Regions from separate parts of the Bicyclus anynana genome. Here region 1 is linked to region 2. The links are chromatin contacts, called in public Hi-C maps. All regions are on one chromosome and are shown on one strand. The core of a region is the stretch at or near the end of the contact, and the rest is flanking DNA. Distances in the headings are between cores, read along the strand shown.

Region 1 (4,969 bases), core at 174-2,673, 36 kb after region 2:
CGGGCGTCCACTAGTAGTGCCATTATATTATTTTCACTGTCATGTGCCGGCGATACGCAAGTAGATAAGTATATCAAAGAGTTCACCGTCCAAGTGGACGTCCACTGCTGGCATAGGCCTTTTGTATGGACTTCCGAATCTGAACACCACGGTTTTTTTTATTCTTTACAAGTTAGCTCTTGACTACAATCTCACCTGATGGTAAGTGATGATGCAATCTAAGATGAAAGTGGGCTAACTTGTTAGGAGGAGGATGAAAATCCACACTCCTTCCGGATTCTACACGGCATCGTAACGGAATGCTAAATCGCTTGGCGGTAGTTAGTTAGGTCCAATTTCGAGAAAGAGGTGAATTGCCGAATCCAGCTCGGCTGGGCAACGTTCGGGAAACTCCGACATCTTTTCGTCCGAAATTCCTCAGTGCTTTCGATCGATCGAAGACTTTCATCTTCAATGAAAGTCTTCGATCAGTGCGTATTGCCAGTGATGACCTACGGATCCGAGACTTGGTCGCTGACTATGGGCCTTATTAGAAGGCTCAAAGTCACTCAGCGGGCGATGGAGCGAGCTATGCTTGAAGTTTCTCTGCGTGATCGAATCAGGAATGAGGAGACCCGCAGACAAACTAAAGTCAATCACATAGCTCAGCGAGTCGCGAAGCTGAAGTTGGAATGGGCAGGCCACATAGTTCGTAGAGCTGATGGACGTTGGGGTCCCAAGATGCTGGAATGGCGACCCGCACCAGAAAGCGCAGTGTTGGTCGACCCCCCACTAGGTGGACCGAGGATATCAAGCGAGTCGCAGAGATTCGCTGGATGCAGGTGGCTCAGTATCGTGATGTTTGGAAGTCCCTATAAGAGGCCTATGTCCTGCAGTGAACGTCCATCGGCTGATATGATGATGATGTTGATGAGGTCATTTTGTTGTATATATAGCTCCCAGGGAAAATAAACTGATTTAAACAGGAATTCGTTATTACTGTGCAACCTCACTAAAACAGTGAATAAAAATAATTAAAAATACTTTTTGTTGAGTAGGCAACCAATTTTTTTTGTGTAAAATCATAGAAAAATTTATGTAAAAAAAAACATTTAAGCTAATAAATTGCAATAAAAAGTGAATCGTATCATATGCAGTGCGGGTACAGCTGCTGTAGGTACATAATAAAATTACGATAAATAAATAAACCTTTGTACCTAGGTCATGCAGGTAGTCTGTTGGCGTACGTCTGACTAGGACCGTAAACATTACCTATTGTTATTCCTGTGGTAAAGAATGTTGGTTAGGTCTTACAATATTAATTTTGATACTGGTTTTGAACATCGATTAAATTTTTAACGATAAATATCGACTTTGACAGCTTATTAATCGATTATTCATCTGCGCACCTGAATTTTAGTCTGTTGCTTGTACAACACTATTATTAAATAACAAGCTGAATGGTGAGACTTGTTGTGGTTATTGTTGTGGAATTTAAAATTTTATTTGTGGACATATCGATACAAAAAAGCGTTTATTTCCTAGAAATATGCGACCCCACTGTGAGAAGAACAGAAAATGATAACATTCGGGGGAGCGAATACTTCAACGGCGCAAGAGGAATCTGGTAAGAACTTGGCTGTTGAATACGACGGAGTTCGATTATTTTTGAATTCTTATTTTGAAAACTTTATTTTTTAATTAGGCGACGGTCGGAGTATTTGCGAGAGCGTTTGCAGTGATGGTTCCAATGCAACTGTGCAAGCTGGGGCCCCTAACCAGAGGCCCCGTATGGACATCGCATGCGTTTTGGACATAAACCAAACATTGAACTTGGCTCATAGGAAAAGGGCATTAGAGGAAGTCCGTTTAGCTTCTGAGCTTGTGAATGCTAACGTACATCACATACATGTAAGTGATTAATTTTACTGCATAATTAGATCACAAGGTTTTGTAGTTGGATTTTAGATTGCATAATTTATTTTGCTCACTCTAAGGAATATTGCCTCGTCCTTGTTTTATCATAAAAAGTGTGATAAGCTTGGGTACTACAAAATCATTTCAAACATAAGTTCAGCCCCATAACTCTGTAGCTATTGAAGTTTGATATTTAAAGACAGTAATCTTAGCTAGAACTTTTAATTTTATAAAACTTGAAAGTTTGTCAACCTATGTTTCTACTGGCGACATATACTGTATAGACTGCAGATATGTTAAACTGTGTGCAAAATTTCTTCCCAATGTTAAGTGGGGAGTAACTATTTGACAAGATTTAACATAATCTTCCATCAAATCTATGGACTGTTGGTACAATGCATGTCGCTGGTTTTTACAATAGAGCTAAAGACTATTCCTCGAAATAGCTCAACAGTAAGAACGGTCGGACTTAACACCAAGGGGTGGTGGTTCATTCCGCACCCCATTGGTCTATTGTTGTATCCACTCCTGACACAGTTTTTCCCGACTAATTGGATGGGAATGGAAAAATTGGTCATATTTAAAAAGATATGGCAAATATTCTTTTAATAAAATAAAAAAAAAATCTTGTGGTATATTTGATAGTTGACTAATAAGGTCCACAGCATCAATTTCCCAAGTATAAAGTGGAATTTTCTTTATATTTTCTTTGGGATAGTGTAGGAAATCTTGCCCTCAGTCACCAGACACTAAAGTTTGTTACACCCTTAAAGTTCTATCAAATCAAGAACATATATAGTGTTGTGTTTCTCACCCTGCAAATAAAAATCACAATTATAGTCACATTGACTTTAAGTTGGATATTAAAGAATGTCTAATTATATGGGGCTGGCACCCATATGGTGAATCCATGAAATCCCAAGATATTTTCTCTGGTCTACATTGTGGCCCAATAATGATAATGACTAGGTTTTGACTGATTTCTTACAATATACAATAGACCCAGCATCCACACTGTTATCATAGGATGCTAACATTTTCTGTGTATATTACTCAAATATTATATTTCCTTACAGTTTGAAAAGCTTGACTTTGGCGAGACGAGTGTGTTGGACACATTCTACAATGCTGATGTGGCCCTAGTAGATCTCAGCGTGCAAGTGCAACAGAGCTCCCTACTCTACCACCTGGGAGTTAGAGAGAGCTTTGATATGAAGGAGAATGTGCTGCTTTATAATGATGTTGATCCTGATGCCACATTAAGACTTAAGGTACTATTTTTTTTCTTATAATAATATTAATAAGACTTTTATACAGATTTGTTTGTCTGCTTGTCTTTTTAGAGTGGTTAGCTTTTAGTTGGATTGAATTTTTGTACATCATAAATGGTCAAATGTCTAATTATATTATTAACTAGCTGACGCAGCGTGGTTACACCCGCGTGGTTCGCGTTCCCGTTGGATATCAATTTCCAAAATATAAAGTGGAATATTTTCCACAAAACACACAAAAGCAATCTTATGGTCTAGCATAAGAATGCTTTTGCAAACAATCACAATAATATCAGACCAGATCTAAGCTAATTTAGAAAACGTATAATCCTAATTTGATCAAAGCTAAATCCAAGACCTGTTTGTTACATTATAACAAAAATTATGAATCATAAATTAATCTCCACCTCCTCATTGGAGTTCTAGGCTTGTAAAAGCTAGTTTTGGTTTTATGCTCAGATATCCTCATGTACCTACATACGTGCAAACATTAGACAGTTATCAAAGCCTTGAATGATAACAACTCAATAGTTGTTACTCTCAATTTCTCAATTGTAGTCATATAAACTCAATCTGTATGCCGACTAGCTCAGTATAGTACATGTTTCACAATAAATGGCTCCATCTGTAGATACTTAAATAGTCCAGTATGAATGTAGGATAGTAAATACTTAAAGTATTTAATATGTTAATTGTGAGTTTAGAGTTTGACAAGTTTTAAATTTAACGTGAAAGCGTATGAAAACGCGACGCTTTTTTTCGAGCAGTGTTGCATTTTCAATTTTGGGCATTGGAAATAGGCCTTCATTTAACTTCATACTATATTTGAGTGTTTTTTAACATCCGTTAAAAAAACTCTCGTGCAAATGAGGGTTTACGTTTTCAATATAATATTCCTTATGCCGGATCTTATACTATAATAGTTCTATTCACAAAGTTACAGCTATTATGTTTTCATCGGCTTTTTGATTGACCTGTAAGCGGGATTTATGGTAATAATATAAATGAAGTTTGGATATTGTACGCGATTTTGTTTTACAATTCGGGTAGATTGTGCCCTGTCAGATCCTTTAATTTCTTAATGCTATAAGAAATAAAAACATTGATTGTTTTTTATATTATCAGTTTGTATGTAAAGTCCCTCAATGTCTGTAAAATCAGTCGATTATACAAAAGCAATTGCATCTCCTATACTTTTATTGACACAAGAATACACATTTATATTATGAATCATCTCGAAGTTTTTGATTACTTAATTGGTACTACTGCATATTTTTTATAAGTGTTCTGCATATTTGTATTTTTCATTCTTTGTTTACATATAGACATATAGATCTATGCGTTTTATACATATATGACTCTTAAAAACAAATTGACGTTACAATCAATTAATCAACATCTAAATAAATATTGTGTTCTTTAGTCTGGGATTCCCGCCAACCCGTCTAGCAATTGACAAAGATATTGAACTATTATATTATTAAAGATAAGACAGAATAAAAAATATTTTAGTTGAACAATATCACCAAGTCCAGTAGGTACTTGAGGATAATAAGTTACTTGATTACATTCAGGTTAAATTGCTACTTTCACCTATGTTTTGTATATACAAATAATAACTTTGTTAAGCAAGCAACTGCTATTTTAGGAGTAGTAGAGATTTTGTTACAGAGCTCATCTAGGGAAGTATAAGTCTTGCTTATTACTGTCAAAACACCTTTGCTGTATGGTCTAAAGGGCATGGGTTGCCTGTGTAATTATAGTCAAATGAGGCTCAAATGAAGCTATGTCAGTAACCTGGG
Region 2 (5,801 bases), core at 247-2,746:
TGTATTATCAATTAATGTTATGAACACTTACCCACCAAAGACGTTAAATAAAAAGTTTATTTAGTTATGTAACTATTCTTTAATGTAAATATTTATAAGTAAAATAAATAATTACTTAATTAGGTAATACATTTCAAGTGGTAATAAATGTCATAGACATAGATTTGTGGTTTGTTTGTTTTGCATTCACACCTAGATGGAAAGTGCCTATTGACGCTTCACTTATGGATACCCATATTGTAGATAAAAATACATTGTAGAAAATCATCATTATCAACCCGTCGTATAGCAAGTTAACAACCTACTATGGGCCCAGACCAGACAGACTTTTTTATATTCAATGACAACTTAGTTTTGCCACGAGCGATGCCTACCACAAGCTGGCCTATTCACTAATTTGACCTATAATAACAACCTATTAAAATAAACATCAAATCAACTGAGAAATGTCATCTACCGGACGGTTATCAGTAGGGACCGAATGTCATTTGTTACGAGTCCAAAAATCTAAATTTCGTATAAGTCAAGTAACATATGTTGACGTTAGTGAATTCGCCTGCAGACCAAACCACAGACAATTTAAAAATATATAAAATCCTAAACTGCCTGAGCAGGGAATCGAACCCAGTACCTCTAAAGAGTTCTCCCTTCTCGAGAGAGGATGTGGAGTTTATTAGCTTAGACCCACTGTGGTGCTCTAATATGGCGAGTTAAAGGTTTTGTTTGATTTAGTCACTATTAGTTGTAGAGTTCCCAACTCCGAGCTGAACATTTTTACTGAGAATTTCTAAAAGAAAGAAAAGCTCAATATTATAAACCAAACTAGAACACGAACCCTGGACCTCGTGATTTGAAGATAGACCAAATTGTAGATAACTATCAAAATATCACAGTAGATATAATAAGAAATATGCAAGGACATAGGTACCTACCTAGACTGAGAGATGAATGAATAGAAATGAGATGGCCGATAAGAAAAAGGAATCAAAACGTTTTGTATGTGCCCATAAACAGATGGCGCTTTACCTGCCTGGCACACGTAAATATGTATAATATTTCTTTAAACCCTAAGTTGATATTTTGCCTGTGATCGCACCAAAAATTCACCTTCATCAAACCATCATCAGCGCGAATCGCCTTGGTGGATCAGAAGTGTTAGAACAAATTAAGTAAGTACTTACAATATGAAGATTTGTACTTGAAGGTGTCGGGAATCGAATCTCTTAACACCTCGAAAATAAACCAAATTGTTATAAGCTATTGGGCCATATGGTCACGCTTACTTGACGGAATTAACTATTTTCTTTACTTTTATAGAAAAGAAGAAATTCGCGTAGAGCGCCATCTTGTATGAAATAGCTATAAAACACTTATCGCGACTGTCTGTTCGGTGATTGGGTTCATATTAAAAATGAGAAGTTTCTTTGCGCTACACAATAGATGGCGCTGACCTAAATCGTCTATGCTCTTTGCAGTTTATGCAATCCTGTTACATGGCGATTGTAACTGCCTGCTCCAGATTCTCCACTGGCAACGCCCACGTTCCTAACGTTCCGTAGACATTCATGAAGTGCCTTCTTCATTCCATTCCTCATTCGTTGAGCAAATGGAAGCCGAAAACATAATTATGGGGTTTTTTGTGTTTTTTTTTTACTTTAATCGATTAAGTAAATTTAAGATAATATATTATTGTAACAATTAAATAAATAATTGTTAATGAATTAGAAGTATCGATTTTGCTAGGGTTGTGTAACTTGAAGGGTCATAATAGTCGATACGACGATACTTACGTTCAGATTATTCGATTTTATGACTAATTTATTTATTTATATAAAGCAATTTATATATTTCATAAGAAATACACAGTTCCATATTTATTTGATAGTTTTGCTTTTATTTCATTGTTTTATTTTCTTCAAAAGTGGAACACGAATACGGCTAATAATTATAATCATTGACCTCTTGTAAATAATGGAGGATTGATGTCCTTTTGCCGTTTGTTGTCAATGGTATTGGAAGGGCGCCCTCTTGATCTTGTACACAAAAACTTGAGATTGGGGAAACGTGATTTCGTGCTATAACATTTACGTGCTTATAGGCGAGTTGTTAAAGGTCGAAGCAAAATATCGTACAATTTCATTTTCCAGGACATCACTATATTAAACATACGGCAATCAAAGACACTGGACATTTTTAAAAATGCCGTAAAGTCTCATTATCTGGTGCAGTAAAGACGATCTGTATATATTATTTCTTTTCAATATAAGGTATTTATTAGTATATTTTGATATGTATTTTATTCATTATTGTAGGTATTTGTGTAATATTGTTTATGTATTAGGATGTAAATTATTTGTATTACTAATACTATGGTTATTTTTGTTTTACGCCACCTGCTGATGTCCTTAAGTTTTCCTAAACCGAAGGTTGCCTGGAAGAAATCGCTACTTAGCGATAAGGCCGCCTTTTGTATGCTGATCTCTTTCTAATTTGTTTTTTATTTCACTTGTTTTTGTCTTTGTGGTGTGCAAATAAAGTATATTTATCTTATCTTTTATCTTATATTTCTATGATACGAATCTTACTGTTTTTAACCAACTTCCAAAAAGGAGGATGTTCTACGTTCGGCTGTATGTATGTCCGCGATATTTCCGTCATTTGGGGATCGATTTTAATTTTTTTTTTTTGAAAAGGTATACTTTGTGTCAGTTTTTTCATGGCATCCTGGAGAATTCGGAAAAATCTTTCAAAAATTGTAGAGACGGCAAGTGGCGCTAGTGCGTTTGATGGCACTCATCAACGATTTACCGAAATTATTTTGTTTAGGCTTAATTAATTTGTATTGATGAGGACTTTCCACCTAGATGGGTTGTGACTGCATTGGAGGTCTGGCGATGAAGACAAAGGACAGTTAAGGTTACTCCTCATCAGTTCACAGTAGGCACCTTGTGTTTGGGCTTGATTTTTTTTTTTGTTAATGTTAGCCCTTAACTACAATCTCACCTGTAAGTAATGATGCAGTCTAAGATGGAAGCGGGCTAACTTGTTAGGAGGAGAATAAAAATCCACATACCTTTCGGTTTCTACACGGCATCGTACCGGAACTTCAAATCGCTTGGAGGTACGTATTTGCCGGTAGGGTGGTAACTAGCCACGGCCGAAGCCACCACCAGCCAGACCTGGACCAATTAAAAAAATCTTAATTGGCCCAGCCGGGGATCGAACCCAGGACCTCCGTTTTGTAAATCCACCGCACATACCACTGCGCCACGGAGGCCGTCAAATACATTTGTATTGATGAGAACTTTCCACATCAATGGGGTGTCTGCATTAGGGGTTGAAGACGAAGGACAGTCAAGGGAACTCTTCGACGGTTCACAGTAGCTAGCTTGAGTTTGAGGCTAATAAATTTGTACTGATGAGAAATTTCCACCTAGATGCATTGTGACTGATATTGAGGTCTAGTGATGATGGCGAAGGACAATAATTAAGGGAACTTCATAACGGCTTACGGTGGCTACATTTTGCTGGGCTTACTTAGTACGGTTCAATAAGTACGCCAAAATGTTAAGTTCGAACAAAAATAATAGCTTATTAAGACAGAAGTTTTACATAGAACAATCACTATCTACTAGTCATGCTGATGCAGTTTGTTATAGAATTTAAGTTGCGTAATCGCGTCATCTGGTGCAATATCCCTCGCTTCGTGGTGAGGCCTACACAATACTTTGTTTGAATTTAAATTAGACAGCGATGTTCCTTCCAAGGTTTTGACACGACTTAGAGCAAAATACACCTGTCTATGGCGATTTTTTTCTTATCTAGATCTATAACAGGATTTACCAATAAAAACATACAAGCAACCAGCAAAAAAGGACTAAGGAATAGGCGAATTTAAGGGAGTGGTAGGGTGTTAATTTTATGTATGAAAGTGATTTTTCACAAGTTGAGAGTATTTCGGAGATAAAATCGCCGTATCACCATGATTTGGTGACACGACACCAATATCATTATCAACACATATAAACAAAATTGAAGTGTGTGTCTGTGATTTCAGGAAAACTTTTTTTTCTCAAGTGCTTATAGTTAACACAACAGCTAACTATTAACAAGCTACCTTTTATCAAAAAAATGGTTCCCGCGGGTTATGTGAAAAATAGAAATTCACGTGGACGAAGTCGCGGGCGTCCGCTAGGTATATATAAAACTCTATACACAGGATGATACGATTCCATCAGCGTAACGAAGTGATGCGATCGCAACGTTACACTGATGTTATCTTTTTACAATGAAGACATCGATGTCCTATTAAAAATGGATTCAAAATCAGTGACTAAAAAGCGTCCTCACTCAATGAGTGCCAAACACAACTTCTTGGCACTCAATTCAAGTAGTCGCATTTGCAAATTCAACCTTAAACTCAAGGTTGAATTTGCTCTCAATTTGGGATTTTATTGGATATTGGACTATATTTAAAGGCCTTTAGTTATAATTTTCTTTACCAATAATTCTAAAACTGTTAAAGCAAAATTGGCCAGTTTTTAAGTGAAATTTTCTACATGATTGTGCGTCCTTTTATTATAAGAGGTCAATGCGTGGTGATAAACCCTGCCCTGAATCATATAACCCTGGAATATGATTAACTAAATTGCTTGTGTTGCAGCACCCCAACTATTATGACTATGTATATTATGTCCCAAAAATTTCCGATATCAGATCCATCCGCGCCTTTTATCAGTTTTTTTTACTGTTTACGCATCACCCTGTTTCTGATAATTTGTCTACTCTTATAATACTGATACTCGTAGTTTTGATAATACTGGTACTTGGCTTCAATCTGATCTTTTTATTGGTTTCTGGCCTACCTACTTCTTTGATTTATTTTGTATGTAATAAAGTTCTAAATGAGGACCAGAACTATGTTTACAATGTGCACAGTTGTTTACATTGAATTTGGCTTTCCTTATTCAAAATGTTTATATCGAAGCAGTAACTGACGTGCCGAGAATGGGGTAAACACACGACAAGCAATACTGTGGTGTCTATTTTTAAAGTCTCACTCACAGGGCTATTCCTGTAACCACTGCCTTGAACCAACATGAGGCACGACCTATTTAAGTTTTATGACTAAACAGCATTCTTGGGAAACAAAGACTTACACAAACCCATTATTACGTTAATGTATTGGCCTATTATATGTATACGAGGTATGTTTAAAAAGTACGGTGATTTTCCAATTTTCACGAGCAACGTACATTCGATTATCGATTGTGTTGATACACAGAATTTCAATCAAATTTTGTGTGAAGAATCGAATCAAGTGATCTAAAACTTTACAAATGTTGACAATGTCGTATGGCGAGTCTGCTCTAAGTAAAAAAGAAAATAACGAGTGGTATAAACTTTTCCAAGTTGGTCGAGAAGATACCAACGACGAACCTTCGTCTGGTCGCCCCTAGCACGTCATCAACAAAAGATATCGTCGAAATTGTAAAAAAAGTTAATTTTGAAAATCGTCGAATTACGATAAGAGAAGTTGCTGACGATGGTGGCATAACAATACGTTCGTGTCATGCAATTTTCGGTTGGTTTGTTCCGCAACTTCTGAATTTTGATCCGTCGCATGAGCATCGCTCAGGAGCTCTTGAATGACGTCAGTGATGATACTGATTTGCTCAAAAGGATCATAACTGGACTTATCATAAACTAGCGGACGCCCGCCACTTCGTTCGCTCTCTTGGACCTCCTTAATCCGGCCCTCTTGAAAATCCATTCTTAGCGGAACTCTACTATTTGTAAAC

What was found. Hi-C and Micro-C count contacts between places; a contact is called where the count stands out from the background.
Region 1: a Hi-C map of whole body shows a contact between it and region 2, with 4 times the contacts expected there. The contact joins the promoter of LOC112058316 here to the enhancer-like site in region 2. A contact is called at or near these places in 2 of 2 Hi-C or Micro-C datasets (whole body and whole larva).

The regions. Positions count from the first base shown.
Region 1 is chr9:5,461,920-5,466,888 of ilBicAnyn1.1, forward strand. It overlaps LOC112058316 (mitogen-activated protein kinase kinase kinase 15), which reads left to right and starts at 1,424. Exons shown (of 24, transcript XM_024099039.2): 1 at 1,424-1,606; 2 at 1,685-1,890; 3 at 2,973-3,167. The coding sequence starts at 1,558.
Region 2 is chr9:5,425,970-5,431,770 of ilBicAnyn1.1, forward strand. No RefSeq gene overlaps it. Among protein-coding and RNA genes, the nearest start is that of LOC112058319, 7.2 kb to the right of the region's middle. Within about 2 kb of position 1,497, at least 8 of the 8 cell types and tissues checked have open chromatin away from gene starts, as enhancers often do.